2 separate regions of the Zea mays genome follow, and region 1 is linked to region 2. The links are chromatin contacts, called in public Hi-C maps. All regions are on one chromosome and are shown on one strand. Each heading gives the region's core, a stretch centred on a gene start, on an enhancer-like site or on the middle of the called end of the contact. The rest is flanking DNA. Distances are from core to core; before and after follow the strand shown. Region 1 holds the start of LOC100276792. Region 2 holds the start of LOC732791 (pyruvate dehydrogenase 1).

The links. A called contact is a pair of places that touch in the nucleus more often than the background predicts.
Region 1: a contact with region 2 is called in a Hi-C map of ear, with 2.4 times the contacts expected there. The contact joins the promoter of LOC100276792 here to the promoter of LOC732791 in region 2. A contact is called at or near these places in 6 of 25 Hi-C or Micro-C datasets (bundle sheath, ear, endosperm and 2 more).

Annotation. Positions count from the first base shown.
Region 1 is chr4:188,388,617-188,395,465 of Zm-B73-REFERENCE-NAM-5.0, reverse strand. It overlaps LOC100276792, which reads right to left and starts at 4,428. Exons shown (of 1, transcript NM_001150503.2): 1 at 2,903-4,428. The coding sequence starts at 4,381. The coding sequence ends at 3,044. It overlaps LOC100191809 (putative RING zinc finger domain superfamily protein), which reads left to right. Exons shown (of 3, transcript NM_001137234.1): 2 at 1,936-2,717; 3 at 2,791-3,026. The coding sequence ends at 2,926.
Region 2 is chr4:188,071,569-188,079,387 of Zm-B73-REFERENCE-NAM-5.0, reverse strand. It overlaps LOC732791 (pyruvate dehydrogenase 1), which reads right to left and starts at 2,066. Exons shown (of 8, transcript NM_001308504.1): 1 at 1,157-2,066; 2 at 976-1,055; 3 at 523-600. The coding sequence starts at 1,838. LOC100381405 reads right to left here and starts at 6,388. Exons shown (of 10, transcript NM_001320805.1): 1 at 5,967-6,388; 2 at 5,754-5,874; 3 at 5,556-5,633; 4 at 5,406-5,471; 5 at 4,974-5,100; 6 at 4,819-4,886; 7 at 4,663-4,735; 8 at 4,505-4,566; 9 at 4,010-4,421; 10 at 3,044-3,466. The coding sequence starts at 6,175. The coding sequence ends at 3,348.

The DNA of each region.
Region 1 (6,849 bases), core at 3,179-5,678, 310 kb before region 2:
GTCTGCTCTGCAGGCGAACAGAGAGTGGATTGTAGTGAAGTCATCTCCTCCCTGAAGACCCTGACATTCCTTCTCTTCCAGAGATGCCAGTAGCAGTGAAGGGTGAGAGTGGTGAAGTTTTGGCCATGCAGGTTCGGGGGTGGGGGAGGAAATGGAGTCTCTTGCAGTTGGTGTCCTCCGGGATCTCCAGAAGGTCGTTGCAAAACCACAGTTGAAGAGAATGTGCATTGTTGTTTCTGGTGTTGCGTGGCAGATTTCGCATATATTGTCCTCCATAATGCCTTTCTTTTTGATGTTCACCCGGGTCTGTAACCTGTCCTTTGACGCAAGCCAAGCCAAAAACCGGACTCTCGGGGGAGCTTTGTTCTTCCAGACGAAGGTGGACATTGGGGAGAAGTCTTTGATTTTTGAGTAACTTGTACAGGAGGCCAGTGCAGAGGTTCCCATATTTTTTGGTGACTGCTCAGTGTCTGACATCTGGGGCAGCGGTGAGGGTGACCAAGTTAAGCTTTTCGTTCAGTGCAGCAAGTTCCTGCCTGGCCTGTTCCGAGAGGCGGGTGACCAGGGTGGACTGAAGACCTTGAGTCAGCACGTCATGGATGCCAAGCTCAGGGTTCTTCACATGCGACAGGAGGGCGGGGAAGGTTGAAGCAAGGTCGTTGTCGGAGCACCAAGCATCATGCCAGAAAGCGGTGCCATGACCATTTCTGACTTCACAAGTAGTGATTGCCCGATAGATAGGGAGGCCGGAGCGGAGGGCGTGCCAGTGGGCACCGGGGAGGTTACCAGTGAGGGTAGCCAAGCAGATGTGTTGTCTTTCCCAGGCCCCCCAAGACGAGCATGTCGAGTTGTGAAGGCGGTGGAGGAGCCTCAGGTGGAGGCACGTGTTGCAAGTTTCCAGATCCTTCACACCGAGGCCGCCATCAGCTCGTCCTTTGGTTACAGAGTCCCAGGCAACAAGGCAGTGGGCGCCAGTGGTTGTTTTTTGGCCAGCCCAGAGGAAACTTCGACGGCGCTGGTCGATGCCGCAGATTGTCCCTTTAGGCATTTTCATTGCACCCATGACGTAATTCAGATGGCTGTCAAGAACCGAATTGATGAGCACAAGGTGCCCCATGGGGTTGAGGAGGCTCATCTGCCAACCAGCCAAGTATTTGTCAGTTCTGAATCTTACTGGATGCTTCATGTCAGTTGAGGAGCTAGCAGCACTGTAGCGTACTGGACGCGATTTGGTACATTAGGCCTTGGCCTATACTAGAAATGACTGTTCTGTGGTGCCATGAACCCAACTTATCTGAACATGCATTGCTTGTCTTGCTTATTTCATTGCAGGGGGAAAAAAGAATATATGGATAAGATGGGTCAGACTTTTTCATTGATAGTTGATTCTCAAGACCAGTTTGAACTGAAAACATTGTATTATTTTTCTCTACTCTCCCTGTTCATCAGAAACATAAATAAGTGTTAGAATTTGAGATGTCAAACATCATTAGCTTTGTGGGTTTCACCGTAGTTTTTTAGCCATGTCTTGACCAAAACATCATGTCCAGTCAATGGGTAGTTCACTAAGATGTCAGTTTACAGTTATCCAGTACTCACAAACACTAAGGTGCAGGTAAACCCTAGAATGGACCATTTGTTGTAATGCAACTGCATGATGTTTTGAGTCATTTGTTCAGCAAGAAGTGTAAATCTGATATGCATCTAGTCCAGTGCATCGATAAATTTTTTTTTCACCTCTTGTTTCAGCAGATCAGCTGTGGTCTGTGGGAGAATTATTGGTGTACATCTAAAAATTCAATAGTCAACTTCTTAAGAATGTTATCTGGTTTTATGATGATACCTACCTGACCTGCACCCCCTATGTGTTCGAGAAAACCTAATGAATCACTCTTGTGACCAGAATTTCCTAACATAGACTCTGTGCATTTGCAGATGCTTGGCATTTGGCGCCCGTCAGGGAAGAAGGTGGCAGATATGATGAATCAGGTTCTGTCAGTGAAAAGGAAGTTTGATCAATGTGAGGTGTCACTCGTTGGGGCAAGCCAAGTCAGCCATGTGGTAAAATTAGCAAGAGATTCATTAGCCGCTGAGATCACCAAGGCTCGTTCTGCCAATGCTAGAGAGGAGAAAAGAGAAAGCTGCGCCATCTGCTTGGAAGACACTGACGCTACCAAAATCCATGCGGTTGAAGTGTGCGCGCATCGCTTTTGCTTCTCGTGCATGAAGGAGCACGTGAAAGTTAAGCTGCTGAATGGAACTCTCCCAGGTTGCCCACAAGAGGGATGCGCCACGAAGCTCAGTGTGGAGGGTTCGAGGGTATTTCTTTCGCCGCGGCTGGTAGAGATCATGGTGCAGCGCATGAGGGAAGGACAGATCCCTCCGAGCCAAAAGGTCTACTGTCCGTATCCCAGGTGCTCGGCCTTGATGTCCTTGGGGGAAGTGATTCATCCGATGCAGGAGTCCTCATCAAGGCACACGGCTGCTGATGCTGCCACGTTGAGGAAGTGCGTGAAATGCAGAGGCTCCTTCTGCCTGAGCTGTAAAGTCCCATGGCATGATGGCATGGGTTGCTTTGAGTACAAGATGTGGTACCCCCTCGCTCACCCAGGAGATGCCAAGCTGCAGAACCTGGCAAGGCAGAGGCTGTGGCGCCAATGCGTGAAATGCAAGCACATGATCGAGCTTGCGGAGGGCTGCTACCACATGATCTGCGTGTAAGGCCAGGCATTCTCCTTTATGATAACTACTATGTGTGCCAGTGCTAAAAAGCCCTCTGTTGCATTGCAGGTGCGGCTATGAGTTCTGCTACACCTGTGGGAAAGAATGGAAGAATAAGAAAGCAAGCTGCTCCTGCCCGCTGTGGGATGAACGCAACATCATCAGAGATGAAGACGACGATGACGACGAAGATGATCTTTACTAGAGAAGGCTGTTTTTGCTGCTTTTTTTAATGATGATATTCAGCGGCTGCATGGATACATTGAAATGACCACCTGATGTTGAAATTGAAACTGCTCATCCTGTACATGTTGGGTACTGCTTATGAGCGTGTAGCTGACACTGTCGAAGGGGGGATGACACCGCCTCCTTCTTCTTCATCTGGTGGCTCCTGCATCGTGGCCAGCTCTTCCTGCAGAGTCGGATGGCGATGCATCGGCGTGTCCAGCACCACCACCACCTCGTAGGCGTCTGCCGTACGGACCTCCTGCGCTAGCGAGCACGGGTAGCAGCAGAGCCACAGTAGGCAGTCGGTGAGGTCCGGCTTGCCGCAGCAGGCGCGGTTCTCGGGGAGGCCGAACCGCCTGCGCATCTGGATCCTCCAGAATCCGCCGTAGAGCAGGCCGAACACGCAGAGGAAGATGCCGGCCAGCCCCAGCGCGTCCCTGACCGCCTCGTCGTCCACGTTGATGGCCGCCAGGTCCAAGATGAAGAAGGGCGCCAGGCACAGGAGCACGAAGGTGGCGACGTGGACGTACATGTTGCCCAAGCCGAGCCTGCTCGCGTTCCACCCGAACACGCAGCAGCTGCAGAACAGCGACAGGTACGCCAGCGACATGTCGTCCCACAGGTCCTCCCACAGCCCGCCGACCCACTGCGGTTCTTCTCCTTGTCCTTGCCGTGGCACCAACGAGTAGCGCCTCTCGGTGTCGGGCGTTTTGCGCTGGAGCTGCGACTCTTCCTCACTTATTATCATCCCCTCCGCCGGCGCCGGCGCCTCGTAGTCTCTCCCGAGAGGACTGAGGTTGTTGTACATCCCAGCGACGGCCGGCGCGCAGATGGCGACCGCTACGGTGAGGGCGACACCGACCACCGGACGCCGGGGCCTCCGGTAGCCAAGGTTGAGGCCACAGAGCGCGTACTGAGCAAAGCAGTTGAGGTGGAGCAGCAGGATGACAGCCGTCATGTGCTTCCTCTCGTTGGGCTTGCAGGCCCCGTCCTTGCAGTACGCTTGGCGGAGCTGGTGCATGTCGCCGGCCTTCCAGCGGCACACGAGGGCCAGGTGGTAGAACCTCCTCGGGTGCTGGTACAGGCACATGAGGGTGAAGAGCGCGTTCAGGATCTGGTTGTTCACCTCGAACCACGTGTCCCTCCGCGGCTTGCTTGGCAGCACGCGGTTGAGCATCCCCGTCATCACCATGAAGAGGATGGCGCCCGAGACGCCGACGGCCAGGATCCAGACGGACAGGGCCATGTTCATGGGGTTCCGGATCCACGCCCTGGACTTGACCCACAGCGACCTGCTCCACCACTGGATACCTCCTCCAATCATCTGTCGGGTGGAGGAAGATGATGAGACTGAGTTCTGCTCCTGCACGGATTTCTCCGGCAGCAGCCCCCCTGTGGGAGGAGTCGTACGTTGTTGGCCCAAAACGACCATCTTGGAGGAGGATTTCTGCCAAGATGGTGATGGCAATTGGCAATGTCAGGTTGCTTGCTTTGCTTGGAGTCTTGGACGCCTCACCTCCACCTGGGTGGTCTGGGTCGACAAGTTCAAGGTCAATCTTGTTGGGCTGCGCGCCTCGGACTCTTCCACGGCGACCTCGGCTTGGCCTTTTCATTCCAGTCAAACAAAACAAAAACAACCAGCGGCTTTTTAAATAATGATCTGGGAGTTTGCCTTGCTTTCTACAAATTAGTTTTCCTTTTTTTAAAAGAAAGGAAGAAAAGTAGTATCAGTATGTCTAGGGGGGGTGGTTCCACCACTATAGTATTAGGAAGATATATCATCATGAAGCTCTTCCATTGATTTAGGATGGTTGATGTTCAGGAATCCTCCTCCGTTTCCTCATCATCCGACATGTCACTAAAAAATCTTACTCTTCTTATTTTTCTTCTTTTCCAGTGGAGTCGATAAAAAGTGCGTCGACACTAATTTGTATTACATACTATCAATGGCTAGCATGCCCGCGCTTGGGAACAACCTACCTTGATCGCAATGAGAACGTATCGGCGGAACGACGAAACCGACGATTAAGCTGTTATTAATCTTGTTCTTCTCCGGGTAGTGACCTGATGGTGCTCTCTGCGGAGGCGTAGACGGTCCGCGGCATAGCGCTGGACGGTCCGCGACCTGGGCGCAGCAGCGTCTGCTCTTCTGCGTACGTTCGGACGAAGGTGAAGATTTGAGGTAGAGGGAGGCTAAACTAGATATACTCCTAATATATAAGCTAAAAACGATAAGTAGAGTTGATTGGATCGATTGTGGAGGTTCAATCGGTCGTACCCTTCATCTATATAAAGGGAGAGGTTTGGACCTGTTATAAGTCGGTTCTCGAGTTAATCCCATAGATTTAGCTAACAAATCCTGTAAGAAATCTAGAACCCTAACTGATTCTGCGTACGCGTGGACGGTCTGCGCCGCTACGACAGAAAGTCCGAACCAGTCCGCGCCACTACGACAGACAGTCCGGACCCCGGACCGTTCGACCTCAGGGCCGGACCATCCGCAAGGACATCTCTGGTGCTCAACATATACCCCTGACTTTTGGTGGAGGTTGACGAACCAAAAGCATATGCGCTGCTAGCACCCTTTGGGAAACAAAAGATTTCATAAGTAATTTTGTTTTCGAAGTAAGAACTAAGTTGTAGCACTGCAAAACTGTATCATGATGGAATAAGAAACATCTCTAAAGCTTAATGTTTAGGAAATGGTAAATATAAAATTTTGGTTATATACTTAAATTGAAGTCTTAAGTAAAAATGGTGGTAAGATGTCCTATATGAAATACTCCTATTTGGTAAATCTCATACTTATTAAATTTCATGCATACAAACACCTATCGGAATAGAGTAAACCAAGGTAAATAAATATAATCATATGTACATATATCTCACTCAAAGTAAGTAGGAAACAAATATTCATTTTTGAATTAATTACCACTCATCATATTTTTCCTAAAATAAGCCATAAGTAAGTTTATCTTTATTATATAATTTGGAGCATATACTTAAAGAGAAGTAATAATAAGTAAATAAATAAGCAAATATATATATATATTTTTGCATTGGTATGCTAGAATTTTTATTTTGTCTCTTCGAATTTGAAAATTGAATTTGATTTGGAATTACGATTTGAATTAGGGAGAAAACAAAACTGAAAATAGAAAAAAGAGAAAGACTAAACCTGCTGCCGACTGCCGAGCCGGATTCACTTCCCTCGACCCAATTACCTCTCGCGCGTGGCCCAACTGGGGATCCCCGGCGCCAACATGTGGCCCCCACACGTCAGCCTCTTTATTTCCTACGTGTGCGCCAGCTTGCCCTCACTGGCCCTGTCGGGTGGGCCCGCTCACCGGTCTCAACTGCGTGGGCACACTCTTGCGGGTGGACCCTAGGTGTCAGCTTCTCCGCGTCATCATAACAAAATCGATGAAACGAACAGCGACCGCCATTGCCGGGGATCTCGCGGGTGGTTCTCTCTCGGACTTTAGGGTATAAGTTCCTCTGTGCCTCGCACCGCCCCGTCGGGTCTTAGGCAAGTAAGGGGGGAGCTGGGGCGAGGTTGTGCACCTTTGACACACTAGTGGGGTTTGCCACTAGCGTGTCAAAGGTGTCTGGGGCCCTACTCTAGGGAATTAGACACCGGGGTGCACCTAATTGCTCGTCGGAGCACCACCGGCCCGCTTCTTGTCGCGGATACCTCTCTAGGTCATCTTCCTGGGTATGTCGCCTTTAAACTCATTCCCGAACACCTCTGCTTCACGTAGGGATGGTCTATTTTGGTTTTGGGGTGTGTGGGCGCCATACCAGTGTTCATCGGCGAGGGCATCCGTCGTGTGGTCTATTTCTGTCGCCTCACTGGCTCCGCGGGGAAGATGAGATTGTGGCTGTCGGATCGATGATGGA
Region 2 (7,819 bases), core at 817-3,316:
ATTATGTTTCCCCAGCATAAAATGGTGAATGCATTGCTACCGTGTTAATTCTTTTAAAAAAATCAACTTGCGGGGGTAAGACAGCCCCAGGCATTATATTAAGAAGACCTTCTCACACAGGTCGAGAAACCCCCGAACCCCTGTCCCACCCGTCCCACCCATACGCAGCAGCAACGTAGCCCATGTGAGAAACGATCGTGACCGGTCCTTAGACCTGTGCTTTGGCGTGGGACAGACGAGGGGATTTTTTTAATCACAGCCTAAAACTCGCTCCCACAGGGAGTCGAACCCAAAACCTAAGGAGTGCTACTCAGACCACCTAACCAACTAAGCTAGAGCCAAGAGGCCCTTTCGCTACTGTGTTAAATTTTGGACTACGCTTTCAATTATTCATGTGAATTTAACTAAATATAATAAATCTAGCAACACAGAATAGCCAAGCCAACTCCGAGCCCTAATAGTAGTTATCCTACATGGGCTACATCCAAATAACAGAAGTCAGCAAAGATTCATAGTACTTACAATTGGGCCATTTGCGACAGCATGATCTTTTGCAAATTTGCACGCTTGCTTCACAGCAAGAACATCCATTCCATCAACCTGCACAAAATACAATTTAGTTATGTTTGTGGCACACTAAAAGTAATGCCAACATGAAGTCCAAGCTTAACCTATCCCCTTAAAAGTCAAATCTAGAGTTAACTCGATACGGGGGAACATGATGGTCCGAAAATGCATACATCATTCTTATATAATTTCAAATCAATACAAGATGTTTCTATATGCCATCCCCACTCAATTGTATGCCTGTATGCTTTGATCAATGGACAAACCCTATTCAGCAACTAAAGGGTGCAACACAGATAACATAGAGCCAAAGGCCACATATAAAACCACCATAAACATTCAAACATACCAAGAACCTAAACTATCGTGAATTCAGACACTATACGAGCAAACACAAAGAATAATTACCTTCAATCCAGGCACATAGTCGCCACGCTTGTAGTAGGCAGGGCTCTTTGCTGCCCTCCACTCCGCTGTTCCCATCCCATCTATACAAAAGAATCAAACCCAGACCACGTTATATTTGTCATAATGTAATCAGATTTATCTCAATCCAACCCCGATTCCCGGAATTGATGCACGAACTCACAATGGTTGTTCTCGCAGACCAATATGGCAGGCAGCTTCCAGAGGGCCGAAATGTTGAGAGCCTCAAAGAGCTGTCCCTGGTTAGCCGCACCGTCACCATAGAGCGCGAACGTGGCCGTGTCCTCCTTCTTGTACTTTTGAGCGAAGGCCAGGCCGCATCCGAGGGGCACCTGAGCGCCTACGATGCCGTGCCCACCGTAGAAATTGGCGTCCTTCTTGTAGAAATGCATGGATCCGCCCTTCCCGCGGGAGCACCCAGCCTCGCGGCCCATCAGCTCGGAGAAGGCGGAGACGAGGTCCCCTCCGCGGGCGAGGTAGGTACAGTGGTCGCGGTAGGCGGTGATGATGGAATCGGAGCGGGTGATGGCGGCCTCCATGCCGACGGCGACGGCCTCCTGGCCGTCGTAGAGGTGGCAGAACCCACGGATAAGCTTGGCTTTGTAGAGGGAGTCGGCCGCGATCTCCATGCGGCGCATGAGGGACATGTCGCGGAAGAAGGTGACGAGCTCAGCGGGGGTGGTGGTGACATCACGCGAGGGTGGGTCGACGAGGTGGGAGGTGAAAGGGACAGATGTCTCGATGGTGAACGCTGCCGTGGAGTCGGAGATCGGTCGCGCCGCCATGAATGCCGGGGCCTGGGCCCGGGCAGCGGGGAGGCGGCGAATGAGGGCGGCTGCGGCCATGGCGACGATCCACTAGGGTTTCGGGGTGGATGCGGGGCGGTGGGCGTGGGGAGGGAGGGGAGGTTGGTAGGAAGGAAGGAAGGAAGAAGATAGACGCGAGACTTTTATTCGCTTGTGTTGGAGGTGGGTTGGTTTGGCCTGCCTCCGCCCCGCTGAGCTTGGCAGGCTGACGGCGCAGACCGCGATTGTCCTAATAGATTTGCAATATGCTTAACAAATGACAACAATTTATTTGGAGAGCAAGAGCATCTCATTGACATTTAAATACCATTTTCGTATGGTATCTGATCTTTCTCGATTATAAAACGTGTTGCCTGGTTAGCATAATGTTCGAAGCAGGCCAGTGTACCTTTGGTTTTTTTCACTCTTGAGAAATTATTAGTAGCGCAAGTGGCTGCAGCTGCAAGTAGATCAGAACTTTCTTATTTGCACCAAGATCTGAAATGTACTAAGGGACAAACCAGATCAATTTGATATCAAATTGTAGCCAAGAGAACAGCTTTGTAGCTCACATGAATGGGGTTGGTGGATATTAGGCCCCGTTTCAATCTCACGGGATAAACTTTAGCTTCCTGCTAAACTTTAGCTATATGAATTGAAGTGCTAAAGTTTAGCTTCAATTACCACCATTAGCTCTCCTGTTTAGATTATAAACGGCTAAAAGTAGCTAAAAAGAAGCTGCTAAAGTTTATCTCGCGAGATTGAAACAGGGCCTTAGTGTCCCTGTCGATGACGTCAGGGAACTGGGAACATTTGATTAAAAATATTAGGTGGACGAACCAAAAGGCAATGGAGAGGAGCCAATCACTTGGAACATGTCTCGATCAAACCATCCATTTGAAGCGTTGTACAGCGTTCGGTGGGCCAGGGCATCTTAGCTCATGATTGTGATAGAGCAATGTACTACTGTTTTAGTCAGATTCATTTACTCAAAATACACCAATTAAGGCAATATCTTATGCATATAAATTGTGATCCAATATCTTCTGCATAAAATTAAGGCAAGACAATTGGACCAGCTGTTTTTGCACAATCAGAATACGGCCATACAGCCCAGGCCTGGGACTTTTATGACCACAACAAAAAGGAAATAATGAATAATATTTGAGTGATTGTTTCTGAAATTTAATTTGAATACAATCCTTTTTTTTTGTCGTGATAGACATACACAAGGTATACTTCATTATGACATGTTTCATCAGCATGGCCGGTGACAGAGGAAGTTTTAGAATCCACATAGGTAAGCACATAAACAACAATTAACAATAGAGAACCCACAGAAGTGAGATGATCATGATGTTTCTATTAGAGAGATTGGGAAACACCTCACACTCCTGGGGTATCCCTCTCTAATAGTTCCACCTGAAATAGCCTAGAAACATCCTGCATTGAGTAAATACAATGAACCCTAGGCTCAATCATGTCTTTGTTTCCTCCGTTTTAACAGATTGTACAGGTAAAATACACAAGCATGCACTAAGAACTGCAATGCTTGGCCCTAAAATTTGCCTACAAAAAATGGTTAACAGGATGACCAAAGTGTTGTTGCATGATGCTGCTGCCTTGAGCAAATTCAGAATACCATGTCTTCCACGCGTCGACATAATGGACAAATAGATCACTGAGTGCTGCATTCAGAAAAATGGAAATGTTTTAGTGTAACATATAGCTGTGCACATTTTATGTCTTGCAATTATCCCAGTCCTACTCCAAACTTCCAATAAAAGAGTTTGCATAGAAGTGATGATAAATGTCAAATGATCATAATGAACTATTGGGCATTGTCAAGTGTCCTGCATAATAGCTTATAAAAACTCAACAAATATCATATTAGGTTCTAAATAGAAGATAATGATGTCACGCTAGAGATGCGTTGCAGTGTTCTCCTGAGGTCAAATTTCATTTTCAGACTTTCTAGCTGACATGTCTCTCTAGCTGTAGTTGCAACAGGGGCTGCCAAAGCTTACATGATTAAACAGGATTGGCAGAGTGATTCCATCTGAAGACCATCAGATGCCAATCCTGTTTGACCATAGTTATATAATTAGCTTAATCCTAATTATATAAAACTACAGCTAGACAGACATGCTATACACATACTTCCGATGCTCAAGTAGAAAAACCATAGTTTTGTCCTAAGGAACAAAACAGGATTGAAGTACTGAACCCACCTTGGTTCTGGTACTGTGGTCGAAATGAAGCAGAAAGGCTCTCCCAGTCCTCAGCCCTCTCCCTTTGCCCAGGCTTATTGCCGCCATCAAGTCCATGTTTCCTTGCGCCAGAAGGGTGGAAAGGACCATAAACAAAGCCACTTTGTTTACCCTGCCCCAGCCGACTACGCACAGCTAATTTGCAATTCGTCAAGACATCACCACTACTCTGTACAAGTTTTGCTTTCTTCTTATTTTTTGAATCTAGATTACTTCTATGCATGTCAATGTTAGTGAGTTCTGTTCCAAACGCTCTTTTCTTTGATGCGATCTTCCCTGGTGGGGGCACAGCAACTGTGACACCATTTTCTGTGTTCAGCGTTGCCCTACCCAACCAACGAAACGCAGGCTTTCTCGAGTCCCCTTGATGTATCTGTCCACAGTTCAAGAACGTATGTTAAGAAACATGTTACTACCGGATTGCAACTTAATCGTCAGCAAGCATCAAAAGCCTACCTTCTCAATTAGATTCAGTGAAGACAGGACATTGGCAATGTCATATAACCTCCGAACTTTAGCTGCATTACCAATACATTGTAAAGATCAAATTAAGTTGTATTTCCTGACAATGCTACTGTCGCAAGTTTAGAGAAAGACAAAATGAAAGTACTGACTTCTCATATTGGTCTCCTCGTGGCCTTCTCCAAGGAGCAGTTTTGCAGCTTCATCGAGTGAGATCGTGTCAACCTGCTCCAGGTATAGATTTCATATCAGTGGACTGATCACGCATGAATCCTCAGGCAGAAATGCAGGGTTTAAGAATTTATCACCTCCATGGTGAGGAAGAGCTTCACGAAATTCTGTGTGAGCAGCCCAAGTGACTTTTCCTTCCTATGATCTGAAAATGTAACAGCCAAAAGTCTGAGCCTGGCAGCCGAAATGAAACAGCACATGCTAAATCAAAATGAAACAAATAGCAATCTACCAGATCTAAGGCGGCAACCGGATGCGCCCGGTTTGCCAGAAGGTTTGTCCACAGTTTGACTCAATCTCTCAGTCTCGATATAAGCACCCGGATTGGCCAATGTATCATCATCTTCGTCTTCAGAAATCTTCACAAAAGAACATAGGAGAAGCAACTTCAGTTAGGAACTAATCCTTCTGCCCAAAAACGAACGCATTTCTAGCATATATCGAGCCAAAACATTTTAAGTTTGACCCAATGTATACCAAAAATATATCAATATTTATATATCAAATAGGTGTGTTATATTCTATAAATTAGGTCAAATTTTGGATAGTTTGACTAGAGGCAGACCTAGAACTGCATCTTTTTTCGGACGAAGGCAGTACAAATTGTTGTAGACCAGAATCAGATACATCAGTTCAAATGGAAGGGAAAGATAAGAAGTCGTACTGTGGCAGCAGATTGCTGCTCGGTTTGCAGAGGAGCCAAGCCAGACTTCTCCCTTAACGCCCTTTCCTGAGATGACAAGAGAAATGGCGGGTTGATGGATGAGATCTACAGTTATTGATCGAAATGTCACACAGGGGACTAGACGCAGACCTTGAGTTCTCGCAAGGATATTGAGACTCCGCCGAAACCTATCCAGGTGTAGCGATTCTTGGCTTTCCTCACAAGAATCTTCTCACAAGGGGAATTGAATCAGAACTAGAATCATAGTACTTCATATGCAAACAGACCACACAAGATTACAAGAAAACAAGAATTGCGACCAGAAATGCAGGAGAAGGAAGAACTAACTCCAACGCTCTCGAGCACGTTGACAATGTCGTAGATCCGGCGCCTCTCCACGCCGAGGCATTTGGCCGCTTCGTCCAGCCCGATGGACTCCACGTCGTCGCGGTTGTAGAGAACCACGAAGCTAAAAGCAGCACAGAGAATTGGGTCAGAACAGAACAACAAAAAGAACTCAGTAGTTACAAATGTGAAATGTCCAGACGTGGCGAGGCTCACTTGGAGCAGAGGAGGCCGAGTGACTTGTCCTTGCGGCTGTACGCGTGGTGGCGGCCATTGGCGCCGCCGCCGCCACCACCACCACCACCAGCGTGCATCGGCCGCGGCCGCGGCCGCGCCTGCTGCTGCTCCTGCGGCAAAGCTGATGCCATCACCGCCGCAGCAGCGGGAACCGCTACCTCGGCGACGGAAGAGAAGGACGCCGTCATCGCCGTCGCCGATCCACGTGAGGTAGCCGCGAGGCTTTTGCAGGACTTGATTTCGCGTGGTGCGGTGCGGGTCTTGGGAGAGGAGAGAATTCCTGGAAGTATTATAGATGCACGGATCTGACTTCCGGCCGTCGAATGGAATCTGGATGGCTCGATTTGGCGCGGTGGTGGCGGCCTCGCCCGCGTTTCAAAATTTTCTCCGTCCGCTCCCGTGCGGCTGCGGCTGCGGCTTTGGCTCTTAGATCGGCTCGGCGTGGCTCGCAGGCGCAAGGTGGGGATGGGGTTGGGGTGGGGTGGGTGACAGGGTGAGCGGGTGCCCGTTCGTGAGCCGTGAGGGTTTTCCGTTGGGAAGTTTGAATTGAAATTTAAGCGGCTCACGCGCGCGGGTGAGCCGAGCTGCCGAGGAGAGGAGGAGCGGGCGACCAGGCCGGGCCGGCGGTGCCCGGGCGCACAAGCGAGCGTCGGATTCGGAGGCTTTTAGCGCGGTTGGGCGATTTTCTTCGGCTCATCGCGGCGCGCGCGCGCCTGGAGAGGATCTCGTTCAGGGGAACGGCACGTGGAGTAGGCGATGTGGCGCTGAGGGAACAGTGTTACTGTTAGCAGTTGCCACGTGAGCTCGTGACGGTTGTTTGGCTTCGGCGCGTCCTTTGGCAAATATTGTGATTACTTATACATGCCAGTATGTTGCTACAGAGTCAATATTGTTATATTAAGATATATTAAAATAGTTATGGACTAATTATCATTCTATGCCCTAGTTAGCGTATTTTTAATGTTAAAAAGGTTTACATACCTTTAAAAATATACGTTGCTACGGAGTCAACAGATTATATTAAAATACAGTGAGATATATAAGGACTAATTGTCATTCTATACTCATACCGTCTTTCACCATGTTACCCGTTGGAGCTTTGTTTGAGGGTTGGAACAAGCAAGGCCCTTGTCGCAACCATAGCTACTAAACAAACACTGCAACCATGGGATTCATAGGAACCTAGCGAGAAACATTTCTCACATAGGACAATGGAAAAGAAGAAGAAAATGCATAGTCCCTAACCATGGTGTGCATTGATACAGTGATACATAAAACACGTCAACATGATTAACATGCCAACAAAAAATTCAGAGATCATCAACTCTTTTTCCCTATTCTGAAAGCATTTACATCTCTCATAGACGATGTTGAAGATGAACACTTTCTAGGATCTCGACCAGACTAAAAAAACTCCATTTACAGCTATTTTTTTGTCTCTCATAAAGCAGCAACAGTTTCATGAAATGTTTATCATCACATAGCCAATAGATACGCAGAAAGCATTATTTGTATTGTTGCACATAAAATGTGTTGGGCACAATTTAGTATAAGATGTGGCCAAGGAGCTAATCTTCAAATTTTGTAGGGTCCTTTTCTTCCCATAAATAAGTCCAAATTAGCACACATAAATAACGTATACAACAACCTATTTGTCAAACAAATCGTCATATGACATCTAACATAGAGTTGTCAGTATAGGTACCTATGGACAAAGAATTGGTTTTCTCTTCTCAACATAACGATGAGGATATGAGGCAGCAGCCAAAGCGGCTCGCTCCTGGGAAAAAGGAATATAATGTGCTTAGTGAATGGACAGACAACACAATAAC